2 separate regions of the Anser cygnoides genome follow, and region 2 is linked to region 1. Evidence: chromatin contacts called from public Hi-C data. All regions are on one chromosome and are shown on one strand. Each heading gives the region's core, a stretch centred on a gene start, on an enhancer-like site or on the middle of the called end of the contact. The rest is flanking DNA. Distances are from core to core; before and after follow the strand shown. Region 1 overlaps GALK2 (galactokinase 2). Region 2 holds the start of FGF7 (fibroblast growth factor 7).

Region 1 (2,865 bases), core at 175-2,674:
AAAAAAACTTTCAAGAAATTACATGCAAGGAGACACTTCGCAGCTTTTAAGAGAACAAATTTTCTTTCTTATGCTAGTCCCAGTCTGTATCTGTAAGCTATATAGGTTGGTGACGTGCTGTTTTTATTTTTGTCCAAAATAATACTGCTAGTTACTACCTGTAAAAAAATACCAGTGTGAAGGTGTCTTTATCAGTAAAGTATTCTGTTCCCTATAGAGAACCTGTTAGTCATACTAATATAAAGCATCTTACAATGATATAATTGTCTTCAAATAATGGCTGAAAACTTCACTTTATTGTGATGCAGTTAAAGGCTGCAATTTTTGTGTTTATGCAAACATAGGTTCTAATGCTAGCTGTGTTGTAGTAAGATACTCCACTTGTATTGCCAATCTACAGCCTATTCCCAGGTAAATGCTACAAGACAGATATCACATTTCAAATATCAACTTAGAATTAATATTTTCTCAGTTATACATTCACTTTCAATATTCAGTACAGTGCAGAAACATCAGAGATTGCTATACAGTTTAACATATAAGTTGCTATCTTCCCATCCAAATTGTTCAAAATAGTGCCACTTACAGGACTTCATCAACAATGCAGCACTGAAGAATTGTAGCAAGTTAACTGCAAAATACTGGGGATTGTAGAGTAACAAAAAGATCTGAAAGGGAGTGTGGAGATTACAATACAAGTAAAGTTCAAGGATAGCAGTAAATTCTTCCAATTTGAGATTCACGTGTCTTCGGAACAATCTTCCAGAGAATAAAACAAATTGTTTTTGTTACGGCTTTTGAATATAATCAAAAAGCAGAAGTACAGTAGAAAATGACTGTCAAAAGTAATGAAGAATAAAATAATCCTCTGTTTACTTATGTTTGTTTTCTACAATAACCTTAAATTATTATTTTAAAAAAGTAAGATGCTGGAAATCAATGTGTAAAAGTGATTATCATACAGTGAATTTAAAGTCCTCTTTTCCTCAAAAAAGGGTCCTAAAATATTTTATCTGCATAATTCTTTGCATGCAATCAGACAAAGTTAGAATGTAATGAACAAAAAGACATATACTATGGTATATATTTGCTGGTTCTGTGGATAAATGAAAATAACTACTTCTTAAAGTGCATTTTGTAGATTTCTGTAATCTCACATAGAAAAAGAAAGAAAAGTTGGCTGTGAACTTGGCAAGTTTCACATGCACATAATTCATACAAACACAGGATGTGGAATTGGCAAGGTCCCCAGAAACCTTAAGTCTTTTTGCTGTTGTTATCACATTCAATTTGTTACAAAAACTCATTCCTAAATGCCCGAGCTATCTTAAATCAGAAAATTTTCAATCTTGCCTTCAGCCCTCCTACTGGAAGGTAGGAAGTTTGATATAAGTACTTTGTGAAAACAAGTAGAATAAAAAATAGGGGAAAACATCCCCTTGAGATAAAAATACCTTGATATTGTCTGTCCCAACCTTTCCATTTTAAAGGACTTGTGGTAAGGCTTTCCCTCCTCCAGGGCTAGATATAAGCATTTTAATTGGTCTGTATAATTAGAAGAGGTGAGTTTCTTGAATAATGTGGAAAAAAAAATGTGGTTGAGATGTTTTTCCTTGCTTGAGTAGTAATTAATCCTTACTTCTGGGAGACCAATTTGGCTTTTTCACACAGAGCCTCATTGTCTCAGCAGTTTCTTAGTTTTTCTGTTTGAACTCTCTGTAAAAAATCTAATTTTTTTTTTAAAGATTTTCAGGTCATTCTGTGAGATGGAATGGTAATTGATAATTATCGTGCTTTGACATTTCTGAAAGCATTTTGAGATGTGTGATGTCAGATACTCTCTGTACAAGTCTTTCTCAATTAAAAAGGTGCTGTGTGAAGAGGAGTTATCTGGATCTTCAAGAGACTTTAACTTTTGAATACCATTTTAGCCCAAATAATATTTAAAAGCATCTGATCAGTTGAGATGCTTTATGATGAAAAACAAAGTTTTTGTTTGTTTGTTTTGTTTTTGCCACCTATTCTCTGTTCTGTTTTTCCTAAAGTTAATATGAATAATCAGGGTGGATGAGGGCTACAGAACTGTTACATGTTACATGAACTGGTAAACAGTTCACAAAACAAGAATGAAATAGGTAACAGTGATTCTACAGAGGCTTATGGTTAGCCCTTGCTAGCCAAAGGCCTATATATATGCATGCATTCACTACAGGCATAAACATCTAGCAGTGGAACAGGCTGGGGGAAAAAAAGATATATTGTCAACAATTTTGTTATGTGGTATAACATTCAAAGTATTGAAAAATATTTCTTTGTTATGAAATTATGGGCATGTTTTAGCTTTGTTTTTAAGCAACAGTGTCTCAACAAAACAGAGAATGCTTAATGCCATAATCTGAAACCTTTTCTTGGTTTATGGTTTAAAACATATGATTTTAAACTGAAAACAAGGCATACATAAAAATACAGTGACTGTGCACACAATTTGAATTCAAAGGCTGTAATTCTAGATCTGGTAAGAACTGTATGTGCCTCAGAAGGCTATTTTAATTGCCATGTAATGAGCCAAAGCTCAAAAACCACATAAATATATTTACCTTTTGGTTACTGCTTTATTTAGCAGCCTTTGTAATAACTTTCCCTAATCAAAGCTGTTACAATTCTGAAACTCTTGTCTCTTGCAAAATGGTTTTGCAACAAAGTTGAAGCCCCATTGCAGGTTTCTATCACAGAAAAGTAAAGTCTTCCACTTCCTTCCCCCCACTCATCACTGTATGTTCCCACTGTTTACCCTGAGTCAGCTTTTGTGCTGAATCCATCACAATTCAATTCACTAAAATGACCGAAAATTAATCAGGGCACACT
Region 2 (2,865 bases), core at 207-2,706, 85 kb before region 1:
GCTGTAGGATTAATTGGAAAACTTGTCTTATACAATGGTCAGTACGTTATACAAAATTCTTTTGAAATGACTATAAATCAAGGAATGGGGAAACAATGGTGTGTAAATGCCTAAAAACTTAGAAGTCAAATAGGAAAAGCAAAGATATTACTTACTGTAGTTGTTGTTTGCTTCTCTTGTCCCTTTTACTTTGCCTCGCTTATCAATCCTCATATACCACTGAGTTCGACAGAAAAGTCTTCTTACTCTTACATCCCCCCCTTCCATATAATCATAGCTTCTGGTATGTCGCTCAGGGCTGGAACAGTTCACATTTGTAGCCATTTGCTCTGGAGTCATGTCATTGCAAGCTAAAGATATAGTGCCCATTAGAAAGATAATGTAAAAGTATGATCTGTAGAGCAAAATTGGCAGGATCCATGTCAGTATCCATTTGTGCATTATAGTGCAGTGTTCTGGGTGTTCATGAACAACATAATGAAAATTAAATCTCAAGTAGACTGTTGCTCTTAGGTCACCGACCTGCCTTCTGTCTTTACGAGTTACAGATTCATTTAAATGAGATAGTTCCCTCTTCTAGAATTCTGATCGTTTATTCCTTAATAGTTAATGGTGAAATAGAAGAGCTTCTTAAAAATCTCTGCAGTCAGAATATCCTTTAAAGACACAAGTTATAAAAACCTTTGTTGTTGTGACCTTCTGTACTACTTGAATTTGCTGCTTGCACTGAAAGTAAAAGATCTGTGAGAAAAGGTTCAAGTGTAAGTCTTTATGCTCAATTGTTACAAACGTGCAAGGACACATTATGCTACTGAAAAGTACTATACATAAATGTATAACACGCTAAGCTGACTTTTACAAATATGCAAATATATATATACAATAGATATCTCTCATAACAATTTACGTAAACAGACATTTAAACTGATTGTAAACATAGTTCTGTCTCAGTCTTAAATCAGTCCAAAAATCCCATATTGATTCAGTTGAACGACTTTATCATGCATGGTAAAATTCTGCTGATTACTTCATACATATATCTTCACTATTAGCACAATCTATCAGATAACATTTCTCTAGTTCAAATTTCAAGACAGACTTCACAGTCTTAGCCTGTATTTTTATTCCTACATTTTTCAGTTTATTAAAAGAAATAGTTTTCATAATGTTTTTTAGCATCTAGCATATACAAATGAAGATAAAGGTTATTAGCTGTTAGAAACTGCTGAATGTTTCTGTAAAGGATAGATAACTTACTTGTTCCTGTTGATAAGAGCTGGATACCCAAGTATTCCATTTCTGTTGTCTGCTTTTTGCAACATGAGATACTCTGTTGTAGCTACAAACTTTCTCAGCTCAGAAAGACTCCACCAAAATTGTAATTGTTTCCATAAATCAACACGCTAGAGAGATGTGTGTGCTTATGAGTGCGCGTGCATGTGTGTGTTGAGTCTGTTGTTCAGTCCTTTTCGATAAATACCTTTGCTGACCTCACTTGGAAGCAATTAGAATTTAACCAGTCAGCTGTCAGTTGAATGCACGAACAAAAATAAAAGGAGACTTGCATTGTATCGTGTCCAATGGTCATCAGAGGGAGCTATGTACATAGTTTATACTTTAAATCTCCAAGAATCTACTTTCTAAAAGTACACATCCCATGATGTGTGGATAGAATTGCTTTGCGTGCTACTTAGTGTTTCTGTGCTTTGGTTTAGTTCAGTATTTTTCTGTCTTTAAAAAAATTTCTCCTCCTCTCTTTCATACACACACATTTATCTGTTTTCTTTGAAATCTTTTGTGCAGCTTGGTGGATTCATAGTCTGCTTATTGTATTTCTGGTGGGTATATGAAACATGTGGGTACATTATGTATTGTGGAGAGTGTGCTGTGACCATTATAGATTGTGCTGCATATTTTTATATCATGGACTTGAAAAGAGGAACGACTGCAAAAAAATCACTGAGACTTTCACTTGATTAGCCACTAGGGGAAAATGAGAATGCATATGTGGATGTTTGAAAGCCTGACATTTAAGCACAACTTTTATTAGCATGAAGGAAAAAGTGCTACTAGGAAACAGCCTTCCTTAACATAGGTAGAATCATAGAATATCTGAGTTGGTGGGGACCCACAAGGATCATTGAAGTAGTTACTGGTTTCTGAAACTCACAACATGAGAATGAAAAGGTGCAGTGATGGAAGTAAAGCCTCATACTTCAACCAATGGATAACCAGGAGGCTTAAACTTCCCAGAGTCAAAGACATGGGTAGATGTGCCCGGCTTTCTGCTTCTCTGTGCTTATATCCATCTTTGGCATCAGTCTGCTATCCGAAGTCTATGTTCTGTTTCACCCTTAAATTCTGTCGAAATTCTGATGAATGTATTTGTAAAACATATAGAAGCTAGGTTTTCAATAGCTCTTTATCTTGTCTAATTTCCACGCTTAATGTGAATACGCTTCAGACCCTTCTGCAGAATACTAGTAAGAAGGAAAGTTTGGAATTAATTCATGAATCAAGAATGGTTTACCTACCTTTAATTGCCTGTACTTGATATAATAATGCTGTTTATCATTACCTGCTTTTCTTCCATCGCCACTCCTCCCACTCTGTAGAAATAGGTAACAGTTACTTCTTAGAAATTGAAGCAAACTGTAGAGGCAGTTAAATAACAGAGTACATACGTGCCACCTTGTGGTGAGGGGGACATAAGTGAAATGTTCTTTTCACTGGAATGGCCCAAAATAATCATCAAAGGTGTACAAGACCAGGCAACCTTGTATTACTCAGGCTTTTCCGTACACAAACACAGAGAATGAGTCGTTTCCTTCCTTCAAGTCCTCAGCTTCCTTCTTAGTGTTCAGC

The links. A called contact is a pair of places that touch in the nucleus more often than the background predicts.
Region 2: a contact with region 1 is called in a Hi-C map of liver, with 3 times the contacts expected there. The contact joins the promoter of FGF7 here to the enhancer-like site in region 1. A contact is called at or near these places in 2 of 7 Hi-C or Micro-C datasets (granulosa cells and liver).

What each region holds. Positions count from the first base shown.
Region 1 is chr11:21,971,925-21,974,789 of Taihu_goose_T2T_genome, reverse strand. The region is part of intron 3 of GALK2 (galactokinase 2); the gene reads right to left. Among named protein-coding and RNA genes, the nearest start is that of GALK2, 7.5 kb to the right of the region's middle. Within about 2 kb of position 1,424, at least 1 of the 3 cell types and tissues checked has open chromatin away from gene starts, as enhancers often do.
Region 2 is chr11:22,056,651-22,059,515 of Taihu_goose_T2T_genome, reverse strand. It overlaps FGF7 (fibroblast growth factor 7), which reads right to left and starts at 1,456. Exons shown (of 6, transcript XM_067003800.1): 1 at 1,258-1,456; 2 at 156-350. The coding sequence starts at 1,297. The region is part of intron 7 of FAM227B (family with sequence similarity 227 member B); the gene reads left to right. LOC125180699 (a long non-coding RNA gene) reads right to left here. Exons shown (of 4, transcript XR_007159493.2): 4 at 2,316-2,609.